2 separate regions of the Gossypium arboreum genome follow, and region 1 is linked to region 2. A link is a contact called in public Hi-C data. All regions are on one chromosome and are shown on one strand. The core of a region is the stretch at or near the end of the contact, and the rest is flanking DNA. Distances in the headings are between cores, read along the strand shown.

Evidence for each region. A called contact is a pair of places that touch in the nucleus more often than the background predicts.
Region 1: a contact with region 2 is called in a Hi-C map of leaf, with 3 times the contacts expected there. The contact joins the promoter of LOC108474676 here to the promoter of LOC108475728 in region 2. A contact is called at or near these places in 2 of 5 Hi-C or Micro-C datasets (both in leaf).

What each region holds. Positions count from the first base shown.
Region 1 is chr3:14,403,179-14,408,305 of ASM2569848v2, forward strand. LOC108474676 (RING-H2 finger protein ATL47) reads left to right here and starts at 3,206. Exons shown (of 2, transcript XM_017776670.2): 1 at 3,206-4,040; 2 at 4,131-4,930. The coding sequence starts at 3,556. The coding sequence ends at 4,716.
Region 2 is chr3:14,175,759-14,181,264 of ASM2569848v2, forward strand. It overlaps LOC108475728, which reads left to right and starts at 3,754. Exons shown (of 1, transcript XM_017777718.2): 1 at 3,754-4,490. The coding sequence starts at 3,990. The coding sequence ends at 4,256.

The DNA.
Region 1 (5,127 bases), core at 1,956-4,455, 230 kb after region 2:
TCCTTTACCAAGCCTATCCGAATTCTTTTTATAACTATATAAACTCACAATTTTAATTATTTCACACATTTACAACTTATTTTACAACTTTATAAAATAGCCTTTTTTAGGTGTTTTCATGCAAACTTCTTTCACGAAAGTTGTTTATTACACAACCAAGACTCATTTTCTTCCATAAAAATTCAAAAAAAAACATAAGTGCTCTCATGTAAAAACCCTATACTTTCAACCATTTTGTAAAATAGCCCCCACATTAGCTAGCTCATGCTACAAGGGTCCCAAAAGTGTAGAAATCATCAAGAAATGTCATCAAAATCACTTACTTGCAAGAAAACTAAGTGGCTGAAAGCTTAAGCTCTTAAAACCCCCTTGTTTGTTGCCATTTTTGGTGGGGAAGAAGAAAGATAAAAAGATGATACCTTTTGTTTTATTTTATTCTATTTCTAGTCAAAATTAAGTCACCAACCACACCAAATTTTGACTTTTCTACTTTCTTTCTCTTTATGGCTGGCCAAGCATATTTTTTAGGGTCTATTTTCACTTTGAACATCCCAAATTTTGTTTGCTATTTAACATATTTAGCTAGCAAAACAAAACTTTTGTCCTTTATGCGATTTAGCCCTTTTTCGCAATTAAGCATGGAATCGCTAAAATTATTTCACCAAAATTTTCATGCACTCACATAATCATGCTATAACACATAAAATAACATTATAAATAATTTCCCTGGCTCCAGAATAGTGGTTCCAAAACCACTGTTCCAACTAGGCCCAAAATCGGGCTGTTACAACAAAGCCCATTTTTCTTTAATCTTAACGTTCAACCAAAATTAACAACTTATTCTTCAGAATTCCACCTACATAACTGAAATACTCATTGGAATACAAAGTAATCTTCTATTTTAGATTTGATATTTAGTTCCAGCCCAAGGGTAGCAAACCCTAGACGGCTTCTAAAGAAAGCCACAACAACATTGTCAAAGGAAAGAAGAAGATAAAACGTCTCCATCTCTCTAGCCCATTTAACTAATATTTATTTACAGATAGGACCCACGTTCCCATGGAAACTTAACACGTGTCACTCTTTCAAAATATTTTCATTAATGGTCTATAGTTGTAAATACAAATATAAATAAGAATCCAATATGGACAATACCTGGTTAACCTAACCAGAGGGGTCCTAATTACTATATCATAATACAACTAGCATTGTTACTATAATAACATGGCATACTATGCCTTAGGCGAGCACTCCTTTCAAAATCATCTCTCCATCAGGTTGTTATCTCATTAAACAATAATTGGATACTAGGACCTCGTCGAGCGGGCTGTTGTATACTCTTAACCACTTAATACGGACTTCTCCATAATATATGGCAGAATATCAGGAAATTAAATTCGTACTTACTCTTGTGGCGGTTACTATACATCCACATGTATACGCCAGAAAAACTTTTTACTGCTATGCACCAAAACTTTAAACCCACCAAAACTAAGGTGTTACACATTGCAACACACCTTGTCTCAACAAGAATTATTGAATATCTCTAGGTCGAATGAGTTGAAACTGAGTAATTTTTTTTTAGGAGGTCAGTTTTGAATTTTAAATTTTTAAATATAATTGAGCCAGATCAAGGTCAACATAGAAGGTATAAAAGTTGGATCAATATTAACACAAGAATCTTTTATTAGAAGAGTTGAGATAAAATTATAAATTGTTGGGGTCAAAAGTAAAATTTGTGTAAAAATCTTATATTAATTTTAAGGGTAAACTACACCAAGGTCACTAAATTATTAGTAAGTTTATGTTTTGATCACTCAACTTCAAAAAAAGTTATAAAATGGTCATTGAACTATTCAAATATTTTTATTTACTCACTGGGTTTTAAGTTTTTTATATAAAAAAAGTCCAACTAGTGAGTTCTAATTGACGATCAGTATGGTGAATCAGTCCTCATAAATGAGTAGGAGAATCTACCTTAGTTCCAAGTTGATCTAACGATTAATGTCGAAGACCAAAGAAGAAGGTTATTTGAATTTTGGTTCGCAAGTTCATGTCGTTTAAAGCTATTTCATGAAAAGAAAATTAAATTATAAAAGAGATGGGAAAAAAGAGCTTTCGATTGGTATAGAAGATGTGAACAAAGAATGTCATACATCAACAATTTAATAATCTAGTGACTTAAATAAAAACTTTCAAATAATTTAATAACATTTTGTAACTTTTTAAAATTAAATGATCAAAATATAAATTTATTAATAATTTAACAATTTTAAGTATAATTTGCACAAAAAGAAATAAAAAAAAAAGTAGAGTAGGAGCCAAGGCCCATGGATCTCTATCCCCGAGGGATCTATGGATCAGTGCAAGTAAAAACATTTTCTTGTCATCCCTAATACCAATAGCCGATCATGGGTTTGGCGGCGGCCTACCAAGGCCCGCCTTAGAAAAATGGGAGGTTTGGGTAAAAATATAGACCCAAAAATGGGCTTGGGTAAAAACGAGACCTGTTTAGAAAACGGGCCGGCCTCGGTAAGAGTTTTTGGCCGGGCCCGCCTAAATTATATATTAATAATTTTTTTATTTTATTTTAATTATTTTAAATTTTAATATAACCATTTTTTTATATTATTAATTTGTGTATTGTTTTAAGAATTGTTTTAGTATTATTTTTATTTGTTTTAATATTTGTTTTTATGTTTTTAAATATATTTGATTTATTATATAATTTTATTTTGGGCCGGGCTTGGGCAAAATTTTAGGCCCATATTTTGAGTCGGGCCAAACCCGAACCTAGTAGACGGGCCTAAAAATTTGTATGGGCTCGACCCAACCCGACCCATGAACACCTCTAATACCAATATTGTTAAATGATTTTTCAAAATTGCGGATTCAAGAGAGCATAATTACGTAATATTCAGAGATTAAAGGGTAGATTAAAATATCTTAAAGAAAAGTAAAAAACAAAAATCCCAAATCAGACTAAATGACAAAACGGCCCTTGATACTTTTGTCCTCTAATCCTTTCACTTTTTTAGAAGCTTACCTGCCGCACCTTCGCCCCATCCTTCTCTAAAACATAGCAAATGTGAAGGGAATTGGAAACTCCAACAGGACTAAAATGGTGTTCACTGCAACAATCAACGGATCAACTTATTAAATATGGGGTTCCGTAATGCCAGAGTTTCTAATTCCTGAGGTAGGTCAACTAAAACCTTGACTCGGTTACAAGTGTTACAAACTTAGAAGAGTACCTGTTGTTGTTCTTGTTCTTGTTCTTGTTACACCAATTACGAGCTAGTTCGCTGTTTTTTTATTCATTATTACCAAGTCTTCTACCTAAGCAATCCTCTTACTTGTAAATCTTCAGTCTAAGATTAGATTTTTGCCAAACCTCATTGGGTGAACTGAGCTGGGGTTTTGTTGGAGGTGCAAGAAATAATGTGCCCATTGCTTGTTCATTTTAGTTTCCTGGGTTCCATATAGGTGACTGTAGTTAGTTTTGGTTCAAGAAAGTTGAAGAAACAGGTGCTTCTAGCATGCCCATTTCCTAAAATGTCTTGGATACAATCTCAAATCAAGCTAAAAGATGGTGGTTTGAGTTACCATCCTCACTCTCTACTTTCTTCGCCTCCTTCTTCTTCTTTCTCCTCTCCTCCATTGTCCTACAGTAATGATAACCAAAAGCAGCCAAACTCCCTTTCGTCATCATCTTCAGCTAGTAAAATAAGCCCTGCTGTTTTGTTCATCATTGTTATTCTGGCTGTTATATTTTTCATATCTGGCCTTCTTCACTTGCTTGTCAGATTTCTTATGAAGCATAGGTCTCCCTCATCTGTATCAGAATCCAACAGATACCCAGAAATGTCAGGATCTGATGCTTTCCAAAGGCAGTTGCAACAACTCTTCCATCTTCATGATTCGGGTCTGGATCAAGCTTTCATAGATGCTCTACCTGTGTTTCTATATAAGGAAATAATGGGGTTGAAAGAGCCATTTGATTGTGCGGTTTGTCTTTGTGAATTCTTGGAACAAGATAAGTTGAGATTGCTTCCTATGTGTAGTCATGCTTTCCATATAGACTGTATAGACACATGGTTGATGTCTAACTCTACTTGCCCTCTTTGTAGAGGGACCCTTTTCACACCTGGGCTTCCAATTGAAAACCCAATTTTTGATTTGGAATATCCAAGGGAAGAAAACATGTTATCAAGCAATGGAGGAAGTGGGGTGTCTCTTGGCCCAAAACCCGCAGAGAGTGACATTGGAAAGAGGGTGTTTTCTGTGAGACTAGGCAAATTTAGAAGTTCAAATGATGGAAGTGGAGGAGAAATAGAAGGTGGAGAAGGTGTATTAAGAGAAGGGGAGACCAGTAGCAGTAATTTGGATGCAAGGAGATGTTACTCAATGGGGTCATTCCAATATGTGGTTGCTGATAAGTTGCAAGTAGCTCTTTGCCCTTCTAGAGGTGGCAATGGTACTGCTAGTATGAAGCTTGTGAAGGGAAGAATTGGACAAACTGGGAATTCATCAAATGATGGTGATGTTAAGGGAAAAAGGATTAACTTTACAAGTAAAGGTGAAAGCTTTTCTGTATCCAAGATCTGGCAATCGTCTAAGAAAGGTAAATTCCTAAGATCTTCAGATACAGTAGGCTCTTCCTCAGTTACTGTTGGTTTGCCATGGACTGGTAGTAGAGCTCATGTCCTAAGGTAGTTACTGTTCCTTTTGTACTTCACCATAGTAATATATATTCAACGAATCTTTTTATTTAAAGCCCTTTCCTTTTAGCTTTTACTTTCACTTTCCTTTCAAAGAAATTTGATTCTTTACTAGTGCAACTGCAAGTGCAATGCAACTTCTGTGATTTATGCTTCTTTATGTTCTTACTTTATGGCAAATGGCAATGTACTCCGTCTTTGAGGTAAAATTCCATGTGGTGCCTAATCTTAAAAACATTTGCTTTCATCCTGTGAAATGCACACATTCAATTGTTGATAAAGTGATGCCTTTTTCTTCTCCCTCTGCCAGCACTGTATACCAGAAGAGAATAATAAAGAGAAACGAACAAAAAAGTATTTAATTTGAGGTCAAATAATCTGGTGCTCTTTCTATGAGAGGCTTTTT
Region 2 (5,506 bases), core at 2,504-5,003:
TTAGAGTCTCACCCATACTAAAATAGGATGATAAAATAGAACTCGTCAACTCGAAATTTTTTCACTCGATTCGATCAAACACTCTAAAATGTTTTTTTATTAAGAAAATTTATTTCGAAAAGGTAGATTTTGAATTATGTGAATTTTGATTCATAGGGCTTTAAGAAGTCAAGTTCTAGGATAAGTTCATATCACGGTCAATTGCTATTCATCAAGTTGTATCATGTTGGTTATATATCAGTTTATCACCTTTCGAATCGGTTAAGGGCCAAACTTGAGAAATTCTCCTTTTATGGACACTTTGTGGTAGAATTTGTTGTTCTGAACCACAATTCCTTTGTTCAAATTGGCATAGAACTCATAAAAAATATTTTTGACATATGGCTATACATAGCTTACAGACCCAAAGAGACGTTTTGAAGAATTTGATCAATGCCATCGTGTGGTTTTTAAGATTTTTCTCTTTGCATTGACACGATGCTTTTTTTTTACTAAAGAGATATTTTGACATTTAAAACCTATACGGCACGAATGATAATGAAGAAATAGGGAAATAATAAAAGGTTGAATGTGTGGAAGTAGTGTAAATAAGACATTGGTGCTCATAAGTTATTTGTGTTTGACTTCAAAAAAAAAAACAACTCAAATTTTATTCATTAATTATCAAGTTGAGCTTGCACTCAAGTAGCTCAAGCTATTAATCAAGTAGAATTTGAACACCGTATTCTTGATTCATACGATTTTGAATCTAATCAAGCTTTTCATTTTGATATATATGGAATTACATTTTTACCCTTATTATATAAAATGGTTTAAGTATGAACGAGCTTAAATGAGTTGGAACTGGATTTCGATCTCGAATACAAAAATTGAGAAACAAGCTTAATAAAGCTTGAGTTTGGAAATTGATGTCTGATTGAACTTGAGCCAAATATCGAGCCATAAATTTCAAGTAAGCTCGAGCTTGTGTTTTCCACCATTTGAGTTCGACTCAGCTTGATTACACCATTTTGTTGAAGGATAAAGTAGTTTACATACATACAAATACAAATACATACAAATATTCTATTTTTAATTACAGTAATTAACATAAAATAATATTTCTTATTTAAATTATTGAATATAATTAAAATATACTAACTTATCAATTCAAAAATATAATAGAAAATTTTCAAATAATAATTAAAACATATTTAACATATAACATGGTTTTGCTTTATGTAATTAATGCAAAGTAATATTATTCAAAATAATAATTAATTAACATAACTAACTTTAATATTAATTAAGTGACAATAAAGATACTTAGAATTCTATTCAAATAATAACTTTGTTTTATATTAATAAAATTAGAATAACTTTTATTTCATTCTAATTATTTGTAAATATATTATTACCATAACTTCTATTAAATTATAATTATTTTAAATGTATAATTATCACAACTATTTTATTTCAACTTTTAAACTAAGAATTCTAAATTAAATATTATAATTATTTTTAAATGTAAATTTAGTAATATGATGGAAATAAAAAGTATTCTCATCAGTTCAAAATTTGTCTAAACTCATGCTTATATTATATTATATTATATTATATTATATATACAATCCTCGATATAATAACCTCTTTTATTTGTCTACCAATATTTTAACTATTGTAGAGAGGCCGATGTTATGATCCTACAACAACATTTAGCATTTAGATTATATTTGGTTGTTATGCCCTTGTAATATAGCTCTAGTTATTCACGTTCTTGCAATTTCTTGCTCTACAAATTTCTTTGAGTGGATTCTTCTTATTTAGTTGCATTAATGTACTTATCGAAAAAAAGATATCAATGACAATTTTATAATTAGGTAGTCCATTTTTTTACTTAATGTTAATGGGTGGTGTTAGTTCGAACAATCGTTGAGAAACAAACTAAGTGTTTGGAAGGAACGGCTAAGGGAGTGGGTACTCCTTCAAGCACTACATGAACAAAAAATAAAATAGAAGACACAAAGATTGTTTACTTAGTTCATTTTCCTTACATCTGCGAAGCCTAGCTTAATGAGAAGTATCCACTATCTTTAAACTCTTACACAGTGATCCTAAATCTATCACACATCCATGATAATTTCTTCACTTGTATCTTTGAAGACTAGAACCCTCAGCACTAAATTCACCCCTGTGAGTTTATCTTGTAAAACCACAACACAACAAGTTTTATAATCACATTGCACTCACAAAATATAATTATTCACATGTACAAATTAAGTGCTCTCAATTCTTGGTACATAAACCTATACAAATCTCTCAATTATATGGAGTTGTTTGAGACTTGCTAACATAGATAAGATCTATATCAATCCCTATAAAAACAACCACATTATACGTTGAATACAATATAATAATAATGAATAAAAAAAATGGACTTTTGACAGCTAAGAGTGTAGTGTTCCAATTCAATATGATATCCACGATCTAAAGGATTAAATAAGGTGAACCAATTCGATCCAATCTCCAAACTATGTTTCTCCAATTGTTATGATCTTCTTTGATGGACTAGATATCATCCATATACTCAACAGAACCTATAAATATCATTCAATAAATTGCCAACATTTCAAATATGAAAACTATCTCAAACAACTCCAATGGTAAAGGAGTGAGAACTCCCTTGGCACTCTATTGCCATTTCTATATTTTTCAACAATCTTCCCTTTTAGCAATTTTTTGAACAAAACATACACAATGGAGGAAGCTATAACATCAAATAACCTTAGCTCCCCCTTAACATATTGTCATTACTATTTTTTACTTTTTTTTTTGAGATAGATTGACATTTAGACCCTATATGGCACATATGATGATAAAGAAATAGGGAAATAATGGCAGGTTGAATGTGCGGAAGTAGTGGTATAAATAAAACACCAATGTTCACAAGCTATTTGTGCTTGACTCCAAATAAAATGCTCAAATTTGATTCGGTAATTATCGAGTTGAGTTTGCACTCAAGCAACTTAAGCTATTAATCAAGTTGAATTTGAGCATCGTAATATTCAATTTGAATGGTTCTGACTCTAATTGAGCTTTTCATTTTAATATATTATATATGAAATCACATTTTTACTCTTATTATATAAAAATAGCTTAAGTATGAACGAGCTTAATTGAGTTGAAGTTCAAGTTAAAGTTTGATGTTGAGTACAAAAATTAAGAAACAAGCCTAATAAAGCTCAAGTTTAAAAATTGATGTCTGATTAAACTTGAATCGAATATCGAGCCTTAAATTTCGGGCCAAACTTAAGCTTGAACTTGTGTTTTCCACTATTTAAGTTTCGCTCAACTCAACTACACTATTTTGTTAAATGATAGAATAATGTACATTCATACAAGTACATATAATTATTGAGTTCAATTAACCAATTTATGAGTTATTAAGTTGAATTAACAAATGTTGTTTTTCTTTATGTTAAAAATTCATAATATAAAACTTCAGAACTTAAAGATTTATCGGGCCAATATTTTTAATAAAAGTTTTGAGGGTAACTCTACTTATTAGAGAATTTCCATTTCATAGACAATAATGTCTTTATTAAAGCAAAAAGTTGGATTGTTTAACTAAATTCTCAATAAAAGATTAGTGGTGCATAGTATGATGGTATCTGCAAAAATGGGGTTGGGATTTATTGGGCCCCACCGCAAGCCCACGTCCATAAGACGACAAACTAGAGAGAACGTGTGACTAAAACAGGAACATATGAATATTTAATTCATGTCGTAAGAGCCGAAAGGAACATCAAGACTCGGCTCACATGGTCCCTTCTATATCTCTTCTTCCCATCATTCATGCCTCTCTCTCCCCTTCCATTTTTTTTTTGTTACATCAATCATAACTTTTCATTCCTTTGAACACAAACCCAAGAAAATAAAGAGTGACTTCCTTCCTTCCTCCCTGCGTTTTTGTTCTCTATTTAGCTTAAGAAATTTATACACATTTTCTTATGAAACATACGGAGCCAAGGAGCTGCAAAGAGTTTTCTATGGTGAAATGGAGGATGAGGAGGAGGCGGACTGCTTGCAGTGGCGGAGGCAGCACCGGTGGTCGATCAGTTAGAATGAAGATCAAAAGGTTGCAAAAGCTAATTCCGGGAGGGCAATTGATGCAACCGGATCGCCTGTTCTTGAGGACGGTAGATTATATACTGCATTTGCGCTTACAACTTAATCTTCTGCAAGCTCTTTCGAAGATTTACCAACCCTCAATTTAATCTCTCCTTTTCTTTTTATAAGGGTAAAGGTAAAAGTTATTTAAAGATTGAACGATGTTAACTAAAGACTCCAATAATTCAGTCGACATTAATATTCAAATATTTATGTAGATTATATATAATATAGAATTTAGATGGCATTTGCTGCCTTGCCATATACAAATGTACTCTCTTCCTCCTTTTTTTTTTTCCTTATAGTAATTATATTTGAATGTTAAGGTTTTCTCCTAAGAAGTTGGTTTATTCTTCCCTTTTAGTTTGTTAATATTGGTGGTTTTAATTTCCTCTGGAATTCATGCATGTGGGCTACCCATCTGCTGGAATTTCCAGCCTTTGCTCCTTCTTTCTTTCTCGTTTGTTGACTAAATTACACTTATGTTTGTTTAAGTACATTGTGGACATCAAAATTATTGAGCCATTAACTTCTGTTAAGTGTGTAACAATAAGTAGATGTCGAATTTTTTTAATTAGTCCCAATAATTTTAATTTTTCTTTTCTTTTAACTTTCCTTTTTCTTTTTCTTTTAGCTTTCCAGAACGTAAATAACCAAAATCCCCTCCCTAAAACGAAATATAAAACATCAAAACTCATTCTTAAATTCAATCTCAACAAGAAGAAAAGTAAACCCATTATTTATTATTCATGGAAATGTATAAATTTCTCTTTCTTCACTGATACGAAGTGTTCTTTTCATTTTCTTTATCTGCTTAAAGGATTCTCTGCTAAATGCAATTCTTAACTATGTTTAGTTTTATTTTTGACATATTTTCTTAGATGCCACTACATCGATGAGTAATTGAAATTTCTATTTTCTAATAACAGAGTTCTATGTTTGCTTGTTTGGTATATTTTAAGCTAATTGGATTTTATTTGCAACGAGGTTGATTTCTATTATTTTTACTGCTGACGTTCAAAATAAAACGTAACCTTCTTTCTCTTTTAGTTTCGAGCTGGGTTTTAGGAAGTGTTTTTTTTTTTTGGTCTGAATTGCTTCATTCTGACAATTGTTTATTGTAATCTTTTCTTTTCTTTTTTTTTTCTCATTTTCTATTCATTTTGATCTCTCTCACTGTATATTTGAATTAAGATCATTTTTAGTTAATATACTAAAGAGTATTTAAAATTTTCAAAAGAATATTTAATTGTGTGTTTTCAAAAAGATCCAGAAATATTATTTTATTTTACGTTTAAAATTATTATTTTATTATTTTAATTAATTCTCATTAAATTCACATAGTATTAAATGAAAA